Regions from separate parts of the Mus musculus genome. Here regions 1 and 2 are each linked to region 3. A link is a contact called in public promoter capture Hi-C data. All regions are on one chromosome and are shown on one strand. Each heading gives the region's core, a stretch centred on a gene start, on an enhancer-like site or on the middle of the called end of the contact. The rest is flanking DNA. Distances are from core to core; before and after follow the strand shown. Region 1 holds the start of 4930524O08Rik (RIKEN cDNA 4930524O08 gene). Region 2 holds the start of Tmed3 (transmembrane p24 trafficking protein 3). Region 3 holds the start of Cyb5r4 (cytochrome b5 reductase 4).

The links. Promoter capture Hi-C pulls out the DNA fragments that hold promoters and counts their contacts. Capture Hi-C pulls out chosen DNA fragments and counts their contacts.
Region 1: a contact with region 3 is called in a promoter capture Hi-C map of pre-B cells, with 8 times the contacts expected there. The contact joins the promoter of 4930524O08Rik here to the promoter of Cyb5r4 in region 3. A contact is called at or near these places in 2 of 39 promoter capture datasets (hippocampal neurons and pre-B cells) and 1 of 9 other capture datasets (liver).
Region 2: a contact with region 3 is called in a promoter capture Hi-C map of liver, with 3 times the contacts expected there. The contact joins the promoter of Tmed3 here to the promoter of Cyb5r4 in region 3. A contact is called at or near these places in 4 of 39 promoter capture datasets (the C10 cell line, erythroid cells, liver and 1 more), 2 of 484 Hi-C or Micro-C datasets (CD4 T cells and CD8 T cells), 1 of 115 datasets of contacts at active chromatin or transcription factors (astrocytes) and 2 of 9 other capture datasets (adipose tissue and liver).

What each region holds. Positions count from the first base shown.
Region 1 is chr9:89,824,674-89,829,228 of GRCm38.p6, reverse strand. 4930524O08Rik (RIKEN cDNA 4930524O08 gene) reads right to left here and starts at 2,710. Exons shown (of 6, transcript NR_040735.1): 1 at 1,992-2,710.
Region 2 is chr9:89,703,415-89,707,762 of GRCm38.p6, reverse strand. Tmed3 (transmembrane p24 trafficking protein 3) reads left to right here and starts at 2,720. Exons shown (of 3, transcript NM_025360.2): 1 at 2,720-3,017. The coding sequence starts at 2,838.
Region 3 is chr9:87,020,680-87,025,422 of GRCm38.p6, reverse strand. Cyb5r4 (cytochrome b5 reductase 4) reads right to left here and starts at 3,394. Exons shown (of 16, transcript NM_024195.2): 1 at 3,170-3,394. The coding sequence starts at 3,244.

The DNA of each region.
Region 1 (4,555 bases), core at 1,461-3,960, 2.8 Mb before region 3:
CCTTGAAAGTGAGCATGTATACAGATACACAGACACACATAGAGATATACACACAGATACATACACTTACACATGCAAATCCACACAGACACACAGATACACATAGAGATATACACACAGAGACACACACTTACACATACAAACACACAGAAACACACACATACATACAGATACACATACAGACACACAGACACACAGACATACAGATCTATGGACACAGACAAACATACACATGGAGACAGATACACAGAAATAGACAGACAGACACACACACACACAGAGACACATACAAATAGACACATACACACACCTTTATAAGCTTCAGGTCCCACGAAAAGTGGAAGGGCCCTAGGATACCCTTTCTGATTCCAGACTAACCCATCTTCTATGGCACGCCTTCCTATTCTACAGTAGGGGACAGTACTGTCTGTCTGCTCTGGGAGTGTCATCAGCACCCCCTGACTTGGTGGTATGGCGATTGGTTTCAGACTCCGTTGAAGGAAAAAACTACATGTTTTTGGTTTCTGTGGCTGTGTCCAGACACTTAATCTGAGAGTCTGAATTTGAGGGAGGCTGGAATAAACAAACGGTCACTGCCCTGTGGAGCCCAGAGCACCTGAATGGTGAGTACGTGCTCGGGCACTCTTGCCTGTTTTTCATGTGGTCTAGAAGAGATTGCTTCCCTCAGGGATCCAAATATCTAATGTAGAAGAAACCACACACCTTCTCAGGAATCTCCTTGTCACCTTGCCATGGTGAAGGCACAAATCCTGGGCAGCCTTCTGCCCTATGCAGTCACCAGGCTGGCCCCGGCTGTCTCTGGGAGGCTGACTCATGCCAAGGAAACAGATCTGGGAATGTCTACAGAGTTCCTGGTGGTAAGGATGAAGAACTGGGCATAAGTGGAGAGCCGGGACATGTGCAAACGGTGAGGCAGTCACTGAGCCGCTGGAAGAGTCTGGGGTGTCTGCTCAGCAGGTACCCACCAGTTCCTGCTTTTTATGTGAGGGTTCTCTAGAGAAACTGGGGAACGAAGTAATTTTATCCCTGAGAACATCTCTCTTAAACACCATGAACCTCATTGTACCCGACAAATGCAAGCTAGGGAAGAAAGGGTTCACAGGTCAACTACAACAGCAGCAGCTTGTCCCCTTACGTCCCTAAACAGAAACAGATAAAACATTAATTACGTGTAAGACAGTGCTTAGCCCTCTCTCTACCCATTCATTCCTGGACCTACCCCATAAATGGTGCCTCCTGCTTTCTACATGAGTTGGTCTTCCCAACTCAATTCACCCAATTACGAAACTCCTTCATAGCCCCAGGCCAACCTAATCTAAATAATTCCTCATTAAAACCTTCTTCCCAGCTCATTCTAGGTTGTCAGAGTCGACATCACAGTCATTTTCTTTACTTGTAAACAGTGATGGATAATTGGGACAAGCAGAGTAAATAGCAGCGTTACTCTGAGTGACAATCCCTGATGACTGTCTTGGCCTTGTGACAGTACTGTCTGAAGTGAACGACTTGGTTTTAACCCTTGTTGCCTGCAGAATTTTTCACGGAGGCTTCTCTAGATGTTGGAAGCTGCAGACATTTCTGGATTAGATCTGGGAAGCTTCTGGATGGTGGGTCTCCTCTGAGACTACCTAGACTAGCAATTTCCACATCCCAGCCAGAATCCCTGGATCAAAATCTTGTACGAAGCTCATTCTGTCTAAGGCTCGTGGTGGGTATAGGGCTCAGAGGCTCACAGGTGCTCCCTCTTGTGGGGCGGTCTGCAAGTAGCATTCTTCATCCGGGTGTCGGAGGAATATCCGTAAAACGTATTCCTTGGTGGAAGCCATGACTCAATTTAATGGGAGTGAAGATCACAGAGAAGAAAATTACCCAGAATGACTTAGGAACCCTTTGCTTTCTCCTGGCCTCAGTTTCCCTATCTGTATTTTGAGACTGCAGTCTTCCACGCTCTCAACATCCCAAGCACGTACTATATTAAAGCATGATGCGGGCGCCCCCTTGTGGTCAGAAAAGGCCTTGGCTGTTGGAGGAGTTGATGGCGTCTGTAGGTTTACGCAAATGGAGGCCCAAGACAGGCCTTCCTGTTTTCTGCTCGATTTAGTGCTCTGTCTCGAGGTTAGTCTCTTCTCTTGATTGATCCTCATATTCTCACATCGAGTGGAGCATCAGGAGGCCCAAAGAGACATGATGGACAATGTTCCCTTGGCGATGCCACTAACTGCGTGTGATTTTCGCCAGGGCCTTTTACCGGAAGCAGGCTTACATAACTGCAGTGATGGGGGATGGGCACTGTCAGCCTTCAACCTGGCATCTAGGAGGTCTGTGAAATCCCCTGAGGTCTAGGGAGCATTTGTGCAGACCAGCAGTTGTAGGAGACAAAGGTCCAGTGTTTTGTCTGCGTTTCTTGAGGTGGCTTTGCCGCTTTGAGTGCATTAGTGATAAAGCTTCAGGGGAGAGGCCTTACCTTCAGAACGCTCACATCGGGCTCCTTTTTGGTCACCAATACTGAGTAGACGTGCTTTAAAAGCCAAAGAAAAATGAAGAAAACAACAAACAAACAAACAAACAAACAACAAAAAAAGCCAAGTCCCCTAGATCAGAACTGACAACCAGGGCAAATGGTCTCAGCTCTGTATACCTCTGCCTGCTGGTTTTCCTGTCCTGTAATCCCAACGTGATCCCTGGGAACTCCAAAGACAGGAACTGACAACAGGCAGTCCTGGCGGGCTCTGTTAAGCTACAAGGATGGATGATGGCTGGCTTCAGTTTCTAGTCAGTTTCACACTGCCACGGAATCGGTGACCGGTTCTGTCTCCTTTTTGCAAATCATGAGTAGAGGTGGAAGAGGGAGGCTAAGTCACCACGGTTAGTTCACTTGATTCTCACAATAGCTCTGGGAAGTAGGCCTGTTATCACCATGTACTTACAGAAACTGAGTCTTGGAACTGGAGAGTGACTTATCGCATACCAGAAAAGGTGTTGATGGTGGGGCTGTGTGCGTGTCCATGTGAGTATATATGTGTATATATTTGTGTGTGTGTATATTTGCTTATGTGTTTGCATATATGTGGGTGTATGTATCTATGTGTGTGCATTTATGTATTGTGTATATATGTATATGTGTATATATTTATATATGTATGTATGAATGCATGTGTATATCTGTGTGTGGCATATTTTCCTCTAAGTTTTACTATGTAGTTTTTTAAAAAATTTAGCATATGTTACTTAGGCATGATAATGGGTTTTATTATGACAGTCTCTTACATATATAGCACGTATTTTACTCCTAGTCACCTCCATTACCCTTTCCTGTCACTTTGCCTCTCCTGCTGAGCCTTCCTCCCACCCCAGCTAGGCCCCACAATGTTACATTCATGTCTTCTTTACAAAGAGGAACTACTGAGTTTTGTTAGTGTTGCTTACAGAGACATGGCTGCAAAGGTGTTGTTACAGGAGAGCACACACCTTCACTGAAGACAATGTCTAGTCCTCTCCCAGACACCACGGAATCGCTGGGCTTTTAATTGTGATTTGCAGCTGGCCCATGTGGCACTCACAGGACTGACGAGGGGCACTCAGCACCTCAGGAGACATCATGCCCAACTGTTGGAGCCACTGGTGTGTCCACTAGAGCATTCTGAGCACGTCCCCAAGGTGTCTGACTGAGGTCCTTGTCCCAGTTTCTGGACTGAATTTCTGGCTGTATAGCAGTTTCGGACAACCCATAACTCTCCTCTTCAGTTTCTCATTTCCTGGTGACAGGATCTTATCTTGACATTCCCTGGCCCACACCTTGCTTTGATCTGTCACTGGGCTTGGCAAGTCACTCATGCAGAAGTCCACATGTCCTCTCTGTTCCTTACAAGGCCTGGAGACTGGCAGCTCTCCTGGCCCCCCCTCCCTGCACAATAACATAGGGCCACACCCACAGAACAGTTTATCAACACTGGGGCACCAGTGACTTCCCACCACTTACCTGATCCCCACCCCAAGTCTTCTGTATGAGGGTGTCCTGGATACGTGAGAAATTACCAAGCATTCAAATGTTATGCTTATCTTTGTCCTTGGGGTCTGAGAGGGCCAGGATCTCATGGACATCTTATATTCCCAGCTAGAACAAGGTCCTCCCATCCCACTTCTCCCTTTCTCTACCACACCAGTGAACACTATGGCTGGGTTCTGTGTTACTCTCTCTTCCCTAACCACCGTGGCCATCAAGTCTGCCTCTGTCCACACTGGACTGTTTGAGGCTGGTCCTCACTTGCCCGTGACATGGTCACCATCTCCTTCACTGTGTTACTGAAGTCCAAATATCCAGAATCTAGGCGTGGAGTGCATAGCATGCCCACTGTTCTGTGAATTCTCACTGTCATGGCCACTGAAAATCCCTACGCCTATTAAATAAGCGAATGCAAGGGTGGATTGACAAGACACTCCCCGCTGCTCTCAAGCCGTGTCCCGCCGTACTGAATACAGCTGCACTTGCTCCTTGGATATTATTACATGCAGAATTTCACCTCCATTCCCATTA
Region 2 (4,348 bases), core at 1,471-3,970, 2.7 Mb before region 3:
AGTCACAAAATGCCTTCCATCCCCAAAGGCTCCCTCTTTACAACAACATCTCACCTTAGGGGTAAAATCTATTTCTCCTTCTTCTTATATCTAGATCAGCGTTGGACTCTATTGGCCAGTAAAATGTATAGAAAGTGATATTGAAAGAATTCAGAAACCTAGCTCTTAGAGAACATTGCTATCTGTGCCTGGGTCCTTTTGGGATATTTCTCTGAGTATGTCACATAATACTGAGTATGTCACATAATAGCCTAGCTTGTACCTGTTTGGCTGGTAGGAAGTCCAGCAATCCTCTGAGAGGGGCGTGAGGATTATAGGAAAGATGGAAAAGAAGACTCATAGACAAAGGTTAGAAATGAGGAGGGCTGTCCAGTCTTGAGTTTAATTCTCTTAGGCTTACAGTATGTCGGGAAACAAAGTCACAAGCCAGCAGAGACAATGGATGATGTACATTTGATATCTGTACCCATCCGGAAGCCTTCCTAATCCTGCTGTTCCTTCCTCCAAGATTAACAGAACATTTAGCCCCTTGCCGTGAAGTTCAAGTATATCCCCTCTTATTGTAGACCCTGGTCTGACTTGACTCTGCCTGACAGGCAGGCTTTCACAGAAGCAGGCAAGATGACTTCCCGCAGTAGCCTCCTAGTGGTGAGAGAATGCCTGGAAGAGAAAAAGGCATTAGAGCCAGTAACCTGTATCTGCCCTAGACATGCCAGTGGGGTTATCTTGCACAGCCCAGCACAGATGGACTCTAGATGAATGTAGCATCATGGGCAAATCCAGGGAAGACTGCCTGACGTTCAACTGTCCAAAACCATGGACTCACAAAACCATGGAGATTATAAATTGAGGCTGGCTCAAGCTGCTGACACACAGAAAAAGTGAACAATGACAAGAGCTACTGAATTAAACATCCCGGGCTCCTTATCAAATAGGAGCAAACTTATTTTTTTTAAAGACATGGCTACTAGTGAATATTAATTAATATAAACTATGTTGAGCTGGTTACTCAATTAATATAAATTATGTTGAGTTGAATAGTGAGATGACAGTGTGTCTGGTACATTGTTAGTGCCCGCACACTTTTAAAGCTTTCATTTCCTATTGGTTTTTAGCTTCCATGCTAAGTCCTGCTATTTATTTATTTTCCCTTGGGCATTCTCTGTTTGAGTCAGCTTCCTGGCAATGTCTATGCTGGCTTCCTCCTAATCACATTCCTTTGACTAGTGCCCCAAACGGAAAATAGCTCTCCTAAAACAATACAATAGGTACCACCTGATCACTGTCTGCTAAGGCAATAATTTATTTTTTTAAAACTCAGGCATTTTCTCTTGTCTTATATGTAGTTTGATGCTGATTCCAATTCTGCCTGCTCCAACTTAAAGAGCTGTGAAACCAGGCCTCTTCTTTTGAACCACTGCAGATTCCCCCTCCCTCCCCCACCCTCCCAACCCCCATCCCCACCACCTGGAACTTAAATGTAGCGCTTCATCTTTAACTTGTGGGAACTTCAGTTTTGTTTTGTTTTGTTTTGTTTTGTTTTTCTTCACTTGATTTTCCAGTTAGATGATTATAACTTTCACATCTTCAAATACTCTTCATTAAAAATGTTAAGAGTTGGAGGAGAGATGGCTCACTGGTTAAGAATACTTCTAGAGGACCCCAGTTTGGGTCCCAAAAGCCTTATCAAATGAGTGACAACTGCCTGCAATTCTAGCTCCAGGGGATCCAAAGCCTCTGGCCTCTTTGGAGACCTGCATTCATATATACATACTCATATACACACATGTGCATACACATAATTGAAAATAAGAAATATAAGTCAATGTTAAATAGGACAAGCAGGGAAGGAGCCCCAAGGCACACAGCTCAACACCTCTTTCACATCTAATCTAGCACAGAGATAGTACATTTTATTAATAATTATATTATGGGTGCTGCTTTCATGCACATTAGCTCCTTGATACAGGATCCAGTATGGCCAGTGGTAGTGTATGCCAATTTTATCTATGTGGTAGTATATATGAGTAGTGAAATTCTTTGTTAAAATTAAGATTCACCATATCTAATAATGTTCTACTGACAGTAAGTGTTTATGTATCAGCAAATATTATAACATGTAATGTCTCTTTGTTTATGGACTATGGTGAACATAAAATCATATATATCCTTCTTAGGGCAGTTGTCATGAATAAGACAATAAATCAACTTGTCTTTCAACACTTTTAGAAGTTAAAGGGGATGGCAGATTCTCTCTGAAAAAATTTTCAATGTGACCCGAATGCGAAAACATAATTGAAATCCTTTAGATGCTTTTATTTCCAGAAGGGAGTCTGTGTGCAAGAAAACCTGTTTTCCCCCAGTGTAGCCATGGGGTTTACTTTGTTGAACACTTCTTCACCTTAGGTAGGAGGGGGGAGTGGAGGATCCGTCGCCTCCCTTCCCTGCGGTTCCTTTCTAGTCCATCGAGTCCTCCTAACTACTGAATGTGTTCATTACGTCCGGGATTTCTCCGGAGACGTGGCAGACACTAAGTGACAGCAAGTCAGAAACAGACTAGAAGCCCAACGGTTTCCGAGTTGAAGGGACGCACTGAGAAGTACCCGAGTCCAAGAGCCGCATCAAATACAATAGCGCCTAAACTCAGTGATGCGCTTGCGCAGCGGGCGGAAAGGTTCCCCGCCCACCTCTCTGGTGTGCGGCTGCGCGCGGAGTGGCCGCCACCCGGAACCGCTGTGCTGAGCTCGCGCCACGTCTCTTCAGGGGGCCCCTCCCCTCTCCCTGCTGTCCCTGCTGTCGCTGCGCGGGAGCCTAGAGAGGACTAGGCCCGGAGCATCATGGTCCACGAGGCTCCGCACGCTTCATCCTTCCAGATGCTGCTACAGCTGCTGCTTCTGCTCCTGCTCCGGGCCGAGCCACTGCGGAGCGCTGAGCTCACCTTCGAGCTGCCGGACAACGCCAAGCAGTGCTTCCACGAAGAGGTGGAGCAGGGCGTGAAGTTCTCTCTGGATTACCAGGTGCGGCCCTAGCCGCGTCTCACTGGGGCTACTGGTGCGCCGCCATCCGGAGCGGCCAAGATTAGCCACCAAAGGCTGAGGGGGTCGGGGATAACAACCCCAGACCGGTTGACTTCTCCCTGAGAAGAAACGTTTGTATCTGCCAGAGCCCTCCCGAAGTGGGCCAGGGGCACTGGGGAGTTAGGCAGGCTACAGGTGAGCGCTCAGGATGGGGGGCCTGTTACCGCCCCCTGTCGCCCCCTGCAGAATTGACCAGAATGACCTCTCCCAGGTACCTCCAGGAACATCAGTATTAATTAGCTGGACACCCACTGGGTGGCAGTCTGACCCAACTGTCACTTTGGGCTGGGTGTCTTGCTGGTGCTGAAGTCAGCTGCATCCTTTACAGCTGGAGTTTGGGGTGACATAGTTGGAGTGATGAAGGGTTTTTTTTTTTTGAAAGGAGGGTTCAGTGCAGACTTCGAACCCTGCCAGTGTATACTTAAGGACAGTCACACACACTCCCTCCCCAGTGGTGTGGCTATGTGGCTTGCCTCTCTGCTTACCATATGGCTCAACAAAGTTAGGTCCTGCACTTTGGTCTCCATGGACAGATCTCATAGCTAACAGTTGCTTTGGTAAAGGCTCTATCCCCTAGGGTTAATGAGTAGGCATAGGGTCAGAGGGATGAATGACCACCATAAAGCAAGACCTCTAGAAATGAGGTGACACAGGCACCCCAGTTGTGTACAATGAGTAAGCCCTTCTATGGTAGACGCTCTGAAGGTTGCTTCTGCTGACAATTCCATGTATGGTGGAGTCACTGATGAGACTGCTCTCACATCTATGGACGACATACAGTGTGTGTGTGTGTGTGTGTGTGTGTGTGTGCCTGCCTCAGCACAGGCAGCCTAAGAATAAGAACAATATTCTTGGCTGGGCAGTGGTGGCGCAGGACTTTAATCCCAGCACTTGGGAGGCAGAGGCTGGTGGATCTCTGAGTTCGAGGTCAGCCTGGTTTACAGAGTTCCAGGACAGCCAGGACTATACAGGGAAACCCTGTCTCGAAGAAACAAAACAAAACAAAACAAAACAAACAAGAACAACAACAACAACCGCCCCCCCCACCCCAGCATTCTTGATGTGGCTAGTGAGGCTCCAGAAGCCGTTGAGGGTAGGCATGCCCCATCAGTGGGGGGAAATCTATAACCACCAAAGAGACAAGCCTCTGAGAATGTAAAGGGCTTTCTAGATTAGATTGCAGTGGGAAGAGCCACCCTAAGTGGGAGTACCATCATTCACCAGGCTGAATAAAAAGGAGGAAACCAGCTGAATGCTATCGTTCATTTCTC
Region 3 (4,743 bases), core at 2,145-4,644:
TCTGTTTTCTTTTACAAAATACATTTTCAAGATTTTAAGGTGACAGATTGGATGGTCAGAAAGTGTTCCCCCCAAAAAACACACTTAATAAACCTGTTCTGCAAGGTGGGGTACACTGGGAAGTGTTTAAGTACTGAGAATTAATGTAAATTAAAAATGGCTTTGAAACTGTTTTCAATTTACATTAACTGAAGTTCTCTTGTATTCTTTATTGCCCTGTAATGCCTTCCATCACATTCTAACAAAGCAATAAATAAGGCCTTGGCCAGATATGAACACTCCCCGTCTAATAAATAAATCTGTCCTTTATCCATATCCACTCTCGGGTATTCTCTTACAGTGGTACTAAGTGTATTAACATGGGTACACTAGCATTTTAATTCATTCGTTAGGATGAAATTTCAAGCACCTGTATTGCAGAGGGACACTCTTGTCCAAGAAGCTCATTCCAAAGTATGAGGAGAATGGTACTGCAGACACACTCACGCTTGAGGACGCTTGCGTACGCACTTTCTGGAGTCATATCTAATTTAGGCATTCATTTATCCCAAAATAAATAGGTCAGGACCTCTGGGGTACACTCCATCATCTAACTCAACCTTCTTGTTTTGACCATTGGTGAAACTCTTCTGGTGACTCCTCCCAAAGAATAAAAAGTGAGAAAAACAATTCCTATCCCAGAGAAAATCACTGGGTTCTCTCTCCATTCAGTAATCCCTAAGGCAATTAATTCTTTGGAAATGCAACTCAAATCATAAATCTTTCTTCTACAGTGGCTCCTTATTCCTCAACTGTTAATCAGATCCTCTGGTCACAGTTTGCATTACTAGCTCCATGTTTTAGCCTTGACTTTCTACAACTTTCTATCAAATGCTCTGGCCTAATGGGCACAGATTCCCCACTGGTGTCAAGCACTTGCTCATAGTATTTTCCTCCAATCTAACTCTAATTCTTTTTTGGTGCTAATACCCTACTGACGTACGGAATATAATTGTCTGTTTTCTTATCTGTGCTGCCTGTGAGACTAAGTCCCTTGAAATCAGAGACCACCCTTCAACATACTACACTGTCTTAGTATCAGAGACCACCCTTCAACACACCATACTGTTTTAGTATCAGAGACCACCCTTCAACACACCATACTGTTTTAGTATCAGAGACCACCCTTCAACACACCACACTGTCTTAGTATCAGAGACCACTCTTCAACACACCACACTGTCTTAGTATCAGAGACCACCCTTCAACACACCATACTGTTTTAGTATCAGAGACCACCCTTCAACACACCATATTGTCTAAGTTTCCTTTTGCTGCTATGATAAAACACCATGACCAAAGTCAACTTATAGAACAAAGAGTTTATTTTGGCTTATGGTTCCACAAGGGGATTCCATAATGGCGAGGCAGGTGTGGCATCAGGTACCCAGAGCAGGAAGCTGATTAATCATATAGCAACTGCACACAGAACAAACTGAAAATAGGTGAAGCTGTAAACCCTTAAAGCCTGCTCAAAGTGACATACTGTTTCCAATAAAGCCAAGGTTTCATAACATCCCGAGACAGCACCATCAACTGGGAACCCCATGATCAAATGCCTTAGCATATGTAGGACATTACAGTTTCTCAATAAACACTGAACAGCTATTGCATAAGGAATCTGTCTCTGTGTAAGATTCAAATTGGTGAGATTTGAATAAAGGGCGTAAGGTAAGGAATATCTGCTGAGTGCGTAGCAATGCTGTGCTATGGAAAAGTCTCATCTCAGGCCTATGAACAAGACAACAACAACAACAACTGGTCACGCGTACATACACCTGAGCCAGAATGTGACTGCGATGAAGTAGTGGGTCTTGGAAAGACATCTCTTTCCTACTCCAAAGTTCTAGACTTTTAACAATTTAACAATCAGCCTATCTGGCTGAGTTCCATTTTTGAAAACTTTATCTGACTGTTTCATTGTTTTATGCAGTCCTAACTCTGCCTCTCAAGGGTTCGAGATTGTCTCATTTCATAACAAAGAAATTAATCCTACCTGAGGGTCCTATTAAATTACACAAAGATCTTACTTTGCCCTCTTTGGGGACAACAAAACTTACTTCTGCTATCGCATCTAAGGAACTTGCTGTCTTTGCCTAGAAGTTTTCTCCTTTAAATGAATGCTGAGAACATAGCCATTTTAATGAAGAAAGTCAGTTACTGACGTTCTCATTCTACAAAGGGCAACCTTAGACTATGGAGCCAAGCACTTAGCTTAAAGAGAGAGCAAGATACCCAGTTGATGGCTGGTGAGCAGAGGCGCACACACAGCAATGAAGGAAATGTCATAATCACAAGCTTACGTGACTGATAGCAGACTTTCATCAACCTATTTCTTTTTACCAAGAATGAAGATAGTAAACGTCCCTAGCTTCAGGGTAACTGTGAAGATTCAATGGGCAAAGGAAAAGGACTCCAGATACACATGGCCATCAGTGAGCCCACAAAACATCTTAGTGCTATGTATGATTAAAGCTGGGGACAGACATTTCTGAAAAATAAATGAAAACCTCAATTCCTTTTCTGATCTAAGGGCAAAACCTCAGATCTAAGTGGAGAAGAATGGAAAGTCTCAAAGTCATATAAAATAAAACTCGAGAAAGGAATCGAGTAGCCCAAGAAGACAGAAGTCTCAAAAGAAAATACCAAGATGTGGTTACAGAATAAGGAACTAGCAAAATAACATAAGAGCATTCGCCTTGCAATGAATACACTACACAATTTGTACTGAATTTTGCAACTATATATCTGTATTTCCACCTGCTGCTGACAGTAACCATATTCAACAAATAGACAAGAGCATGGTACCAGATTCAAAATCAACCAGGGGTGTCTACAGATGAGGCAGTGCTGGAACCACTGGCTACCGTATACACAGAGGAGTGCGACTTGAAGAGGTGGCACTAAATCTGACGGCAGGTTTGCAGACTCCAATCATCCCTAGCCACCGCCACTGCTCAGCCTGGATCTTTGACCGTAAAGAACAAAAGACTGGAGAGGACAGCTTGAGACAGAAATGCAACCATGCCGGAAGCGGGGTGCCGAGTGGACTTACCGCGGCCAACTTCAGCAGCTCAAACACACTTAGGGCGTTTGAGTTAGTAGTCGAACGAACGGCGTCGCCACTTACCTTGCTGCGCCCCTGGGAGGAGACGCGCTGCTGGGAGCCGGGGGCCGGGAAAGCCTGGGAAGGGACGTTCAGCATCCTGGGCCCCCGGCTCGGGCCGCATCCGGGCTCCGCCACCGGACAGGCTGCCCTGGTGGGACCCCAGCGCCCACCACCGTCCGTGCGGGCTCCTTGGCCCGGCCGAGGCCAAGCCCCCGACCCACTTCCGGGGTCGCCAGGGGTCAGGCGCGTCGTGACGCAATCACGCTCACGAGAGGCGGGGCGGGGGCGGAGTCAGAGGAAAGGCTCACTCACTCTGTGAGCCCGGTCGCCCGGCTTGGGAAGGGGTGGCTGTGCGGGGGTTGGGGGCAGGGCAGCGCATGCTCAGTTACTCTTTGGTCCTAAACTTCAGCACCACAAGGAAATGACAGCTTTCTGCTGAAAGATCAGAGAGTGAAGCTGTTCCCCAGCCCTGGTGCTGATAGAGGCCGAGGGTTATTTCTGGTAGAACAAGAAGACCAGTGCCTGTCTCTTGATAAACAACAATTGAAATATGAAAGAAAACAACACTATCAAAACGTTCAGACTGCTGAATAGTTCTCTCCTGTAAAATACTAAGCTCTAGGAAAGAGGACTTCACAGTTTCATGAGCTAAGAAGCCGAACTCAAGCAGCCTCTGCTGTGGGTTAAGAAACGTCACGTTTGGGGAACCAGTCTGGAAAACGAGTAAAAGACGTTTCCAGACGACGTTTCCAGAAGACCTTCTCTATCCATACACTCACACATTCTTCCTCCTCCCATAACTCTTCACTTTCCCTGAAATCTACAAGTAGCTCACTCCTAAATAGAGTGATTTGGTTTTGGTGTCATCCTTGTATTTAATGGCCTATGCACGCTACTTTTTATTAAAGGAACATTTTGTCTGTATAGGCTTGGGTTTCTGTAAGAAATAAATGGCTATATCTAAACCATATACTGTATATATTAATAGGCATGTAACAAAAGACAGGCCACCTTATACTATCCTGATTTGTTAACAAGAGAAATTCCTAACACTGTGGGTCCATGTTAGTGATACATTGGCTTTTTCTTTTTGCTAGGAAAATACACAGATCCACAGGGTGGAATCCAATAGAAAGAGAACATTTTCCCAAAGAGTAGTTCTAAATAACCCATCCCATTCTCTGTGGGGTTCTAATTTTTTCTGATTCTGGACACATCATTTACTCCAGCTATGTAGTTTCCAGAGTCCCTGGGAGTCAAAGTTGTGATAATGTGGTTTAATATTATGAGAGAGTCTGTGGATATGCTTAGTCATTCAAGCACGGGACATTTCTTAGCTAGCTAATTACCTCTCATCTCCACCTCTACCCATTTTTATTCTGGAATACTGCAGGAAAATATTTTTGGTATATTGTCAGACAAGCATTGAACTTGCAGTTCTCCTGCCTCATCCTCACAAGTAGCTCAGATTATAGATTAATAAAATATGTTTGTTTGCACCTGAACTGCTGAGCAGGTGATTATATAAAAACTAAAAGGACTTCATGAGCATAATCTACTGTGTCACCCTAACCATGCAAGTCCATCGTCCATCT